Regions from separate parts of the Sus scrofa genome. Here region 2 is linked to region 1. The links are chromatin contacts, called in public promoter capture Hi-C maps. All regions are on one chromosome and are shown on one strand. The core of a region is the stretch at or near the end of the contact, and the rest is flanking DNA. Distances in the headings are between cores, read along the strand shown.

Region 1 (4,418 bases), core at 913-3,412:
TCTTGATCTAAAGACTTTTGTTGAAACACCTTCATAAACCTTATTTGAATTTATAGTAAGCATTTGTATAAGTTATAACTTATAATTCTGAGATACCTGGCCCTTTTGGCTTCTAGAGATATTGAAAGTATGACAAAGTTTCTAGGCCCTTGGTAGTTACAGATCTTTTTCTTCTTCTTCCTTTTGATAAGACTCTTAATAGGATACTGCAATCTTTGGTTAGTTTCCCTTAGTCTTCTTCACTGGGAAAACTCTTTCCTTCCACTCTAATTAATTCAACAAATATTTAACAATCATCCAACTCTACAAAGGGGTATAAGGTTCATAAAGGCAGTTTCCATGTCTGCTCCTATATTTCTAGTGCCAACCAAAGCACATAATGGGCATACCAAAAGTATTTGGTAGGAGTTTCCATTGAAGCTCAGCAGAAGCAAATCTGACTAGTATCCATGAGGACGAAGGTTCAATCCCTGGGCTCTCTCAGTCAGTTAAGGATCGAGTGTTGTGTGAACTATGGCGTTGGTTGTAGACTCGGCTCAGATCTGGCATTGTGGTGGCTGTGGCATAGGCCAGTGGCTACAGTTCCAAGTGGACCCCTAGCCTGGGAACCACCATATGCTGCAGTTGCAGCTATAAAAAGACAAAAGAAAAAAAAAGAAAACAGCTGAAAGTATCTGGTAAAGAGCTATGAATAAAGATCCCATACCAAAGCAGTGAAAGATAGTGGAACCAGTATAAGCTTTAGATTTGGGTTCAAATCCCAAGTTCCTCAACTATTATCCTATGTGATCTACAGCAAGTTGCTTAACAAACTCTTTTTCCTTATAAATGGAAATATTATCTATTTCCTAGGGATTATGAGATTTTAGTAAGATAAGTTTATTAAAACTCCTACTGAGTGTATATAATATGTATCAGGGACTGTTTCAAGTTTCAGTGGACTGCAGTTCCTGCTCTTAAGAAATTTCCACATAAAAAGTTATTAAGACAAGTCACAGAATATGGACATGTTAATGGTGGTTACAGTAGGGAGAATGATATGTATCTGATGGAATCAGGAAAAGCGGTGACATATGAAATGGTCCTTGAAGGAGTTAGGATTTCAACAATTAAAATGTGCAGGCATATCTACGTCAAACAAAGAGAACATAAAGAGGGAGGTAAAAAGGTACTGAATGTACTGAAAAAAGGTCAGTTACTCAGGTTGACACAGTGAGAGACACACAAGAAATATGGGGTGGGGCCATACTGGGGTTCCCAGATTCTTTAAACCAGTAGACTGTGAGCAACTCTCCATGGTTTGGTGGCAGATCTACAGAACAATAGGATTGGAAGGTGGAAGCACTTAAGAGTGGAGAGACCAGTTAGGAGAGGCTGTTGCATTATTTCAGGCAAGATATAATAAAGGCTTGCAGCAGGGAGGGGGCAAGGGGAAAGCAGACAAGACAAAGAAGGCACATTTCAAATCTGTAACCAGTGCCTTGCACTGGAGGGAGAGAGGGAGAAAAGGAGAGAAGGAGATGGGAGGAAATGAGACAGAGACCTCAAGACTGGAGCCATTTACACTATTTATAGTAACAGGTAAGTCACAGTAAAATGTTGGTTTAGATTTCAGATATGGGTCTGCTTGAGATTTGGGTTAAACTTCTCTGCCACCTTCCCTTTTTTATTACACCGTTTTTCAGAGCCACCTTCACTTCCCTCCACCACTCTCCACTGAGTAATTGAGTTTTCTATCCTTGACCTGACCCTGCGTTTATCTGCACGCTCCAATTCTGCTCGCTACTACTGCTTCCCATAGTACTTTCACAGGCGGGGTGACCGCAGGTCAGGTCCTGGGCTGTAGGACACTCCACCAGCCAGATCCCCTATCGTCTTCGCCTAGACAGCTTCCATGCGTGCGCCCCCACGTCTCTTTGACCAATAGGCAGACCCTGGTGCTGGGACTCGACTGGCTATTGGTTGGCCGAGCCGTGGTGAGAGATGGTGCGGTACAAGTTCTCTGCACTGGTGAGAGCTATGGGCGGTTGTTAAGGCGACCGTTCGTGACGTAGCGCCGTCAGGCCGAGCAACCCCCAGATGATTGGCTAGACGATCGGACGATCCTTCTTTATTGGTCGCAGACTCGCCCGGTTCCGAGCGTGCGTACAACGAAGGTTCCTTCCGCTCCGCGTCTCCGTTGACTGGAGACGGGCGGAGCGCCGGCTTCCCGGGTCTGTGTCCTCTAGTGAAACCAGGAGGTGAGGAGGGCGGTGGCCGGGGCGGCGGTAGGTGAGAGCTGATTAGGGTCGTGTTGGTGGAGGTTTTCGAGCTCCGTCCAGCCCTGGGAAGGGGAAGCCGGCACCTCCTGCAGACCCGGGGGGAACTGTGCTGGTGGGTTTGCCCGGAGTGGAGCCCGGCCCCGCGGGGACTGCGAGGAGACGTCCTTGAGGCGCAGCTGGCCGAGCCGCGGCCGGCACCGATGCCGGGGAGCCCGTTGGCCAGGCTGGGCCGGAGGGGGTGAGGCGGGCAGGTCTCCGAGGGGCTGCCGTCACCATCGGTAGACCGGCGGGGTGTGGCCGGGTTAGTCGGCTCTGTCCGAAGTCGGCGGTGCTGGCCGCTGGGTCACGATCGCCAGGCGGAAAGAGTGCCAGGCAGGGTGACCTCGGAATTCCCTAGATTCGAGAAATACTGGGGGCTGCGGGACAACCGAGCCCGCATCTCGGGGAAAGGACTTGTCCGTCAGGTGTGGGCGTTCACGCCCAGGCTGTGCTGTTCACACCAGGCTCACGCCCTGGCGCTGCCGTTCGTCAGCACCTTTTTTTCCCGTAAATGATGCTGACTAGCTCAGAGTCTGAAAGAACCTTAGATCTGCATACATGCACCCGGTTATTTCCAGGAGAAACGGATTGAGAGGATGCAGAGCCCAATGTAGAGACTCAACCAAAGGATCCTAAAGGATTTTTTTTTTTTTTTTTTTTAAGGGGCAGAGTCTCCTTGGTGCTGATTTCCTTGAGTCCAAACCTAGTAGGTTTTCCGGAAATATTTGGTTTTGAATAGGATAAACATACCTTGGAGGTTCAAAAATAGAACAGACAATTTTTGCAGTAGGAAGAGGTTGATGTACTCCATCTTAAATGGTCGTTTGAGATTTTTCGGATTTGAGGACATGCTTTCTTAGACTTGGTCCTGAGAAGTCATGGGAAACATTAATTTCCAGGCCATTCTAAATAAATTCTGTATAATTTCAGATCCCGCAGTGTAGAGAATGTATTTTTTGTTTGCTCGTGAATTTATTTTTCTCTCTGTGCAGTGAAAGACATTTTATGATTTAGAGGTAATCTAGCAAAGGCCCAGAGTGTACTTTGGGGATAGACTGGATTTTGAGGGCCTCCTTTGTGGTAGTGTCTTTCCATTTAGTGATAAACTTGGCAGTAAAGAAAAATGGGAGTTAGTAATATGAAAACTAAAAAATGTGCAAAGATTACATCATTAACATGTGAAAACTGTTGAGGTGGCATGAGCATTTCAAGATAGTGTGCGCATGTGCACATGTATGCATGTGTTCTTTTTATTCTTGCGTGATCTATATCATGGAGCAATAACCACTTAGATCAGTATCTGATTAGGTTGACCATATGAAATTCCTGATGTTTGAAATGTGTCCATTTTCCCCCTGCAAAAATAGCAGTTTCATATGGCTCACTTAATACTTCTTCGTCAAAGAACTCTGGAGCACTAGCTTTTTAAGTGCATAGAAAAAAATATGACTTACTCACAAAGAGGTTCCATGTCATAAAACTGGGTGTAGATTCCGGTTTCCTGATTCCACTGAGAGAATTTATTTCCCCTAGGATACTAGGTTGAACAGGAGAATTCTAGATCCTGTTGAAATTTAAAATGACTCAGTATAAGACATGGTTCTTGCCTTCAGAGAGACAAAACATACACAGCAATTAATTGAGGACAATGTAAGGTAGTGTATAATCAAACACTGGAATGAGTGCTGAGTGGGGGGAATGAATTAGAGTGGGATGCCAAGGCATCCTTTTCTGCATTTGGCCATAGTAGGTGGTTTTCCTAGCATATTGGGTTAGAGTTGGAGGATTCAATTTAAAGTATCCATTCTTTTGAATAATCTGTGAAATGTGTAGCATACTTCAGTCTGAATAAGCAAGGCATGCACTGCCTCGCTTGATTTTTTTAAACTAAAATTTATTTTTATTGCAGCATGGCCTAAGTATTGTTTTTTGAATTTGTGTGAGATGGATGTCCCTGTAGCCGTCTGGCGCCACTTGAAACTGCTGATGAAGTTGGAAGATTAGATTCTATGGCATTTAAATGCTTTGCACAATCACAGGGAACTAGGGAGGGTACCCATGAGAAATGAGATTGTGTGCAGTTATGGTTACTTTGACACACCTTTGTGTATTTGGTTA
Region 2 (4,418 bases), core at 529-3,028, 350 kb after region 1:
TCTCAAGGAGGAGGATCCTTAGCTTCCAACATGTGTCCAGAAGGTACTATAATCCTAGTAGAGGACCACTACTGCAGCAAGAAGAGGATTAAAATCAGAGCCTCTAGATACTTAAAGGGAAAGTGAAGAGTCAGCAAAGACTGGAAAGGAAGTCAGAACAGTAGAACATCAAGAACAGCATCACAAAAGCTTCCTGGAGGGAGTGGTCAGAAATGAGAAAGAAAATGACAATCTGACAGAGTCCCTGAATTTGGCAATCAGGAAGTTGCTAGGGCACCTGCTTGAACAATTTTAGTGGAAAGTGGAATGATTCTCAATCCCAGTGGGCTGAAAATTAAGAGATGAAGAAGACACCGAAATAGAAAGGGCAGACAGTGAAAAGTGTAATATTAGAATGGAAACAGGTTGGGGTGAGACTGAAAAGGAAATTTAAACTATGTTCAATGAGCATGACTGTGTAAAGACATGATTAAGTAAACTCAATCTCAGCCTGACTGACTTTAGTTAAGCCAATTAGCGAGGATAAAATAAGCACACACATCTGCAGCAAGGAATGGCTGCTTCACTGACTGAAAATCCACCACTGTGGTAACTTTGTCCTTTCTATTTCTATTCCCTTCTTCCTTCAGGGTGTGTTTGTAGACTGGGTAGGGAGTAAGAAGGACGGTAGTTGGGGATGCTCAATATTTTAAAAAAACAAATGAGCTGAAAAGGATGTGAGACCTCAATGGCTTTCCGAATATAGATACTGCAGACACAAAACAATTACTGATTTTTGGAAAATATGCTATATATCTTCCACCTGCCCTGCTTTGATGCCAACAAGGTATGACAGTTTAAAACTCTACCAACAGTAGCACTTTTCTTACCGTTTCTACTTCAGAAACGAGGAAAAAAAAAAAAAAGCTTGCTTTAACGGTGGCCGACGTATCTCAGATTGATCACTAAATGTTCGGTATTCTCCAACCCGAAATATCAGAGACCACGAGATATAAAGTTCTGAGTGCTTCACTATTGCCAGAAAAATCAAATTACATCGTGGTAATTACCTGGCAGCTGGGAGAGGCGGGGGTCCGGGAATTCAAATTAACTCCCAAGAGGCAGAGGAACAGTGAATTAACTTGAGAGCTGGCAGCAGAGTGACGTCCCTGAGTCCTCGACCAGTCCTAACTGGAGGTAGGCAGAGAGGGTGCGAAGGTCCTTCCCCACGTCGGAGTGGAGAGTAAAGGCACAGGGGAGAAGCAGCTGCGAGCAAGCAAAGGGTTCTAAGTTTTCTTCAATCATATTGCTACTAACCCGTGTTAATCAAATTCCTACCTAAAAGCAATAAAGCATTGGACATAATTATCCCCCGTCCCCCCCCCCAATTTTAAATGGCCTGAACACATGACTGACTACTCTGTTAAACTCCAGGTACCCTCACTCTTGGACCTCTCTTCCTGAACACCGGGCAAGGGAAAACATCTCGACTTTGCCGCTCCGCATCACAGCTGAAGGGCCTGCGGCTGGGGAAGACGCCGCCAGCCCTGTCCCGTTCGATCCCCGGGAGCCGCAACCTCGGCCGAGGCACTTTAAACCCCACGCCAAAGCCTCCTCCAGGGGCGCGGGGTCCGCCCGGGGCGTCGCTACCCACTGTCGCTGCTCTCCGCAAACCTGGACTTCTCTTTCAGTGTCTTCTCGCCGCGTTAGCCGCTGAAACAACAGCGAACTCAGCAGCTTCCTTAGCAGCAACCTGACAGTTTCAAACTGCAGTGAGGAAATAAGGACGGCCCTGTGCATTGGCCCAGAGCTTGAGCAACCTGCTGCCTGATTGGCCCGAGGGCCAGGGGCGGGGCTCCGGATGGTGGCGACCTGGAGAAGCCGGAATTAAGTTACTCTGGGAGAGCCCCGCCCCCAGCTCGCGCCGGATTTGAGGGGGCGGGGTCTTAGGGAGCCCCGCCCAGCGTTTGCGAGGCGGTGCTCAGTTCGATTCTGAGGTGGCTTAGGGGGCAGATTTTGTTAACGCCTGCGGAGCAGGGCTGAAGTCAGCTAGGGCGGTATGTAGTTGTCTTTCAATGATGCTCAGAGCTTATGCGTGAGGTCCTCGTGCGTATGAATCATCTGCGAACCTAGGTGGCCCTCAACAATCACTGACCCCTACCTGCTTGCTGATTCCTTGGGTCTTGGTCTTGGGTAGGGCTAGGGAATCTGAATTTTAAAAAAGACTAACAGTGATTCTGATGCATAGGTCTGCGGACTATGCTTTAAGAAACTGCTGGGCTAGGTTTTACTGCTAACTTGAAACGTGTCAGACTGCCGGGCAAGCCCTTCTGGTGAAGAGAGTATCGGATCTTAGAATCATAAGTATATCCTGGCTCTACCACCGACTCACTGTCACCTTGGATAATGCCACCCACAGAAAAGTTTGTAGGGGGATTCAGCGAGTTACTATATCTGAAATACCTACCATACAAACATCAAAAAAACTAATTTTCTGCTTATATTGGTGCCTTAGGATCAAGATGGTAATGGGAGTGCCTCAATCTGGAGAGCAAGTAATGAGACCCTCGTAAGTTTTTAGGATCTCTGTGTTATCTGGAGGATGAGGTATCTGTTTGGTTTTCTGTAGGTAGAAATGGCATAACGTGGGTCTCACCTACTTACCTGCTGGCAGAGCTAGACTTCTGTTTATACAAGCAAAGAAATAAGAAGAGCACCAGCAGTGTCTTTGACATAAGAAACTTATAGTTCTGGAGTTCCCGTCGTGGCGCAGTGGTTAACGAATCTGACTAGGAACCATGAGGTTGCGGGTTCGGTCCCTGCCCTTGCTCAGTGGGTTAACGATCCAGCGTTGCTGTGAGCTGTGGTGTAGGTCACAGACGCGGCTCGGATCCAGCGTTGCTGTGGCTCTGGCGTAGGCCGGTGGCTATGGCTCCGATTCGACCCCTAGCCTGGGAACCTCCATATGCCGCAGGGGTGGCCCAAGAAATAGCAAAAAAGACCAAAAAAAAAGAAACTTATAGTTCTTATGGTTTGCTTGTCCCCCCCACCCCTTTTCCATGCTTATTACAAATGCCAAATAGATACAAATTCACACCTTGTTCAAAAATCTTTTTTAATTGAATTGCCATATGTTGACCCCTTACACTGGAATTGTTTCTGATCACCATCCTTATCCCCTCCTGTACTTGGCTCCACATTTCTCCTCTCTATCCCTTTGGGAGGCATGTTTCATAAAATGGGTAAGCCATCTCCATTCTTCTGTGAAGCTACATGTAGAAAGAGACAAACCTGTCTGGATGTCATGAATTTAGAACAGATTCTTTTCCCAAGATTCCTAGAAAGAGTAAACAATACATGTCCCCACTTAGAGGGAATGAAATGTACCAATTTCTTAGTTGAGATTTAAGACGTTAGTGAATGCTTTCTCTAAGCCTTCTCCTTCCCCTCTCTATTGGGCTGAATGATCATGTAGAAGAGAACTCTGCCAGTTCTGTAATATAACAAAACAAACCAATTGTTTCTTTTTCCCCTTAAGTCACTGTATTTTGGGGGGCAATCTGTTACTTCCATCCCTCCAACTAATATCACAGCTAGATTTATGTAGATGGACATATGAATTTGTTGGGAAGCAATGTACGTGAAAGCACTTCACAATTTTTTAAAAGCACATGCAGTTCACTTTCTTAAGATCTGGCGTTTTATCTTCTTCAGGCATGAAGCTCAGATAGCTCTGGGTACTTGTTGGGAGCATCTCTGGGTTATTTTTTGGGAGAAAGATTTGAAACCCATGTTATTATTGCTAGGCCTGAGTTAGGGGAATGGTTTGAAACTGGTTTCTTTTCCAGGTCATCTCTGATTCATCTAAAAAGCCTTCTGTCTCCTTACCCTATTATTTGTTTAGCTAGGACTGTAAGGGAACATTGCTCGACCAGGAAATCTTTAACACTGATGACTCTTGTCCTAGGATAGCAAGCATAATCTACTCTATCACTTTCATTTTATGGAGGAATAAATTAGATCTAGAGAGAACTATGTTTGCTTTCTTTGAGTTGCACATCTGGAGAGAGAGAGCAAGCGAGAGAAGAGTGGCAAATAAAGAAAAGTCCAGAGAAAAGGAATAGGGGTGGAGATGGGAGAGATTTCAGGGTCAGAGCCCTAGCTAGGGCCATATCTAGTTAGGCTGCCTTGATGTGCCCTGAGGTCTATATGCATTACAGCCAGCCCCATGGATGTTTTTCCACAAGACTGCTAAACTCACAGATTTTCCTTTCCTTCCTTTTCAGCGTCTATTCCTCGGTCTTTGTCACAGCCTCTCAGGCTGGAATTTGTTTCTCCAGGTTACAGGTGGCTGACGTAGTAATTTAACCTCTGCAGCTGAGAGAAGTACAAGCCTCCGGAGAGGTCCATTTCCTTGGGAACTATGTACTAGTGCTCAT

What was found. Promoter capture Hi-C pulls out the DNA fragments that hold promoters and counts their contacts.
Region 2: a promoter capture Hi-C map of liver shows a contact between it and region 1, with 3 times the contacts expected there. The contact joins the promoter of POC5 here to the promoter of HMGCR in region 1. A contact is called at or near these places in 1 of 5 promoter capture datasets (liver) and 1 of 47 Hi-C or Micro-C datasets (heart right ventricle).

The regions. Positions count from the first base shown.
Region 1 is chr2:84,378,083-84,382,500 of Sscrofa11.1, forward strand. It overlaps HMGCR (3-hydroxy-3-methylglutaryl-CoA reductase), which reads left to right and starts at 2,163. Exons shown (of 20, transcript NM_001122988.1): 1 at 2,163-2,240.
Region 2 is chr2:84,729,202-84,733,619 of Sscrofa11.1, forward strand. It overlaps POC5 (centrosomal protein POC5), which reads right to left and starts at 1,779. Exons shown (of 13, transcript XM_005661493.3): 1 at 1,654-1,779; 2 at 1,050-1,245. LOC102163716 (a long non-coding RNA gene) reads left to right here and starts at 1,893. Exons shown (of 3, transcript XR_002342107.1): 1 at 1,893-2,036; 2 at 2,495-2,548; 3 at 4,266-4,418.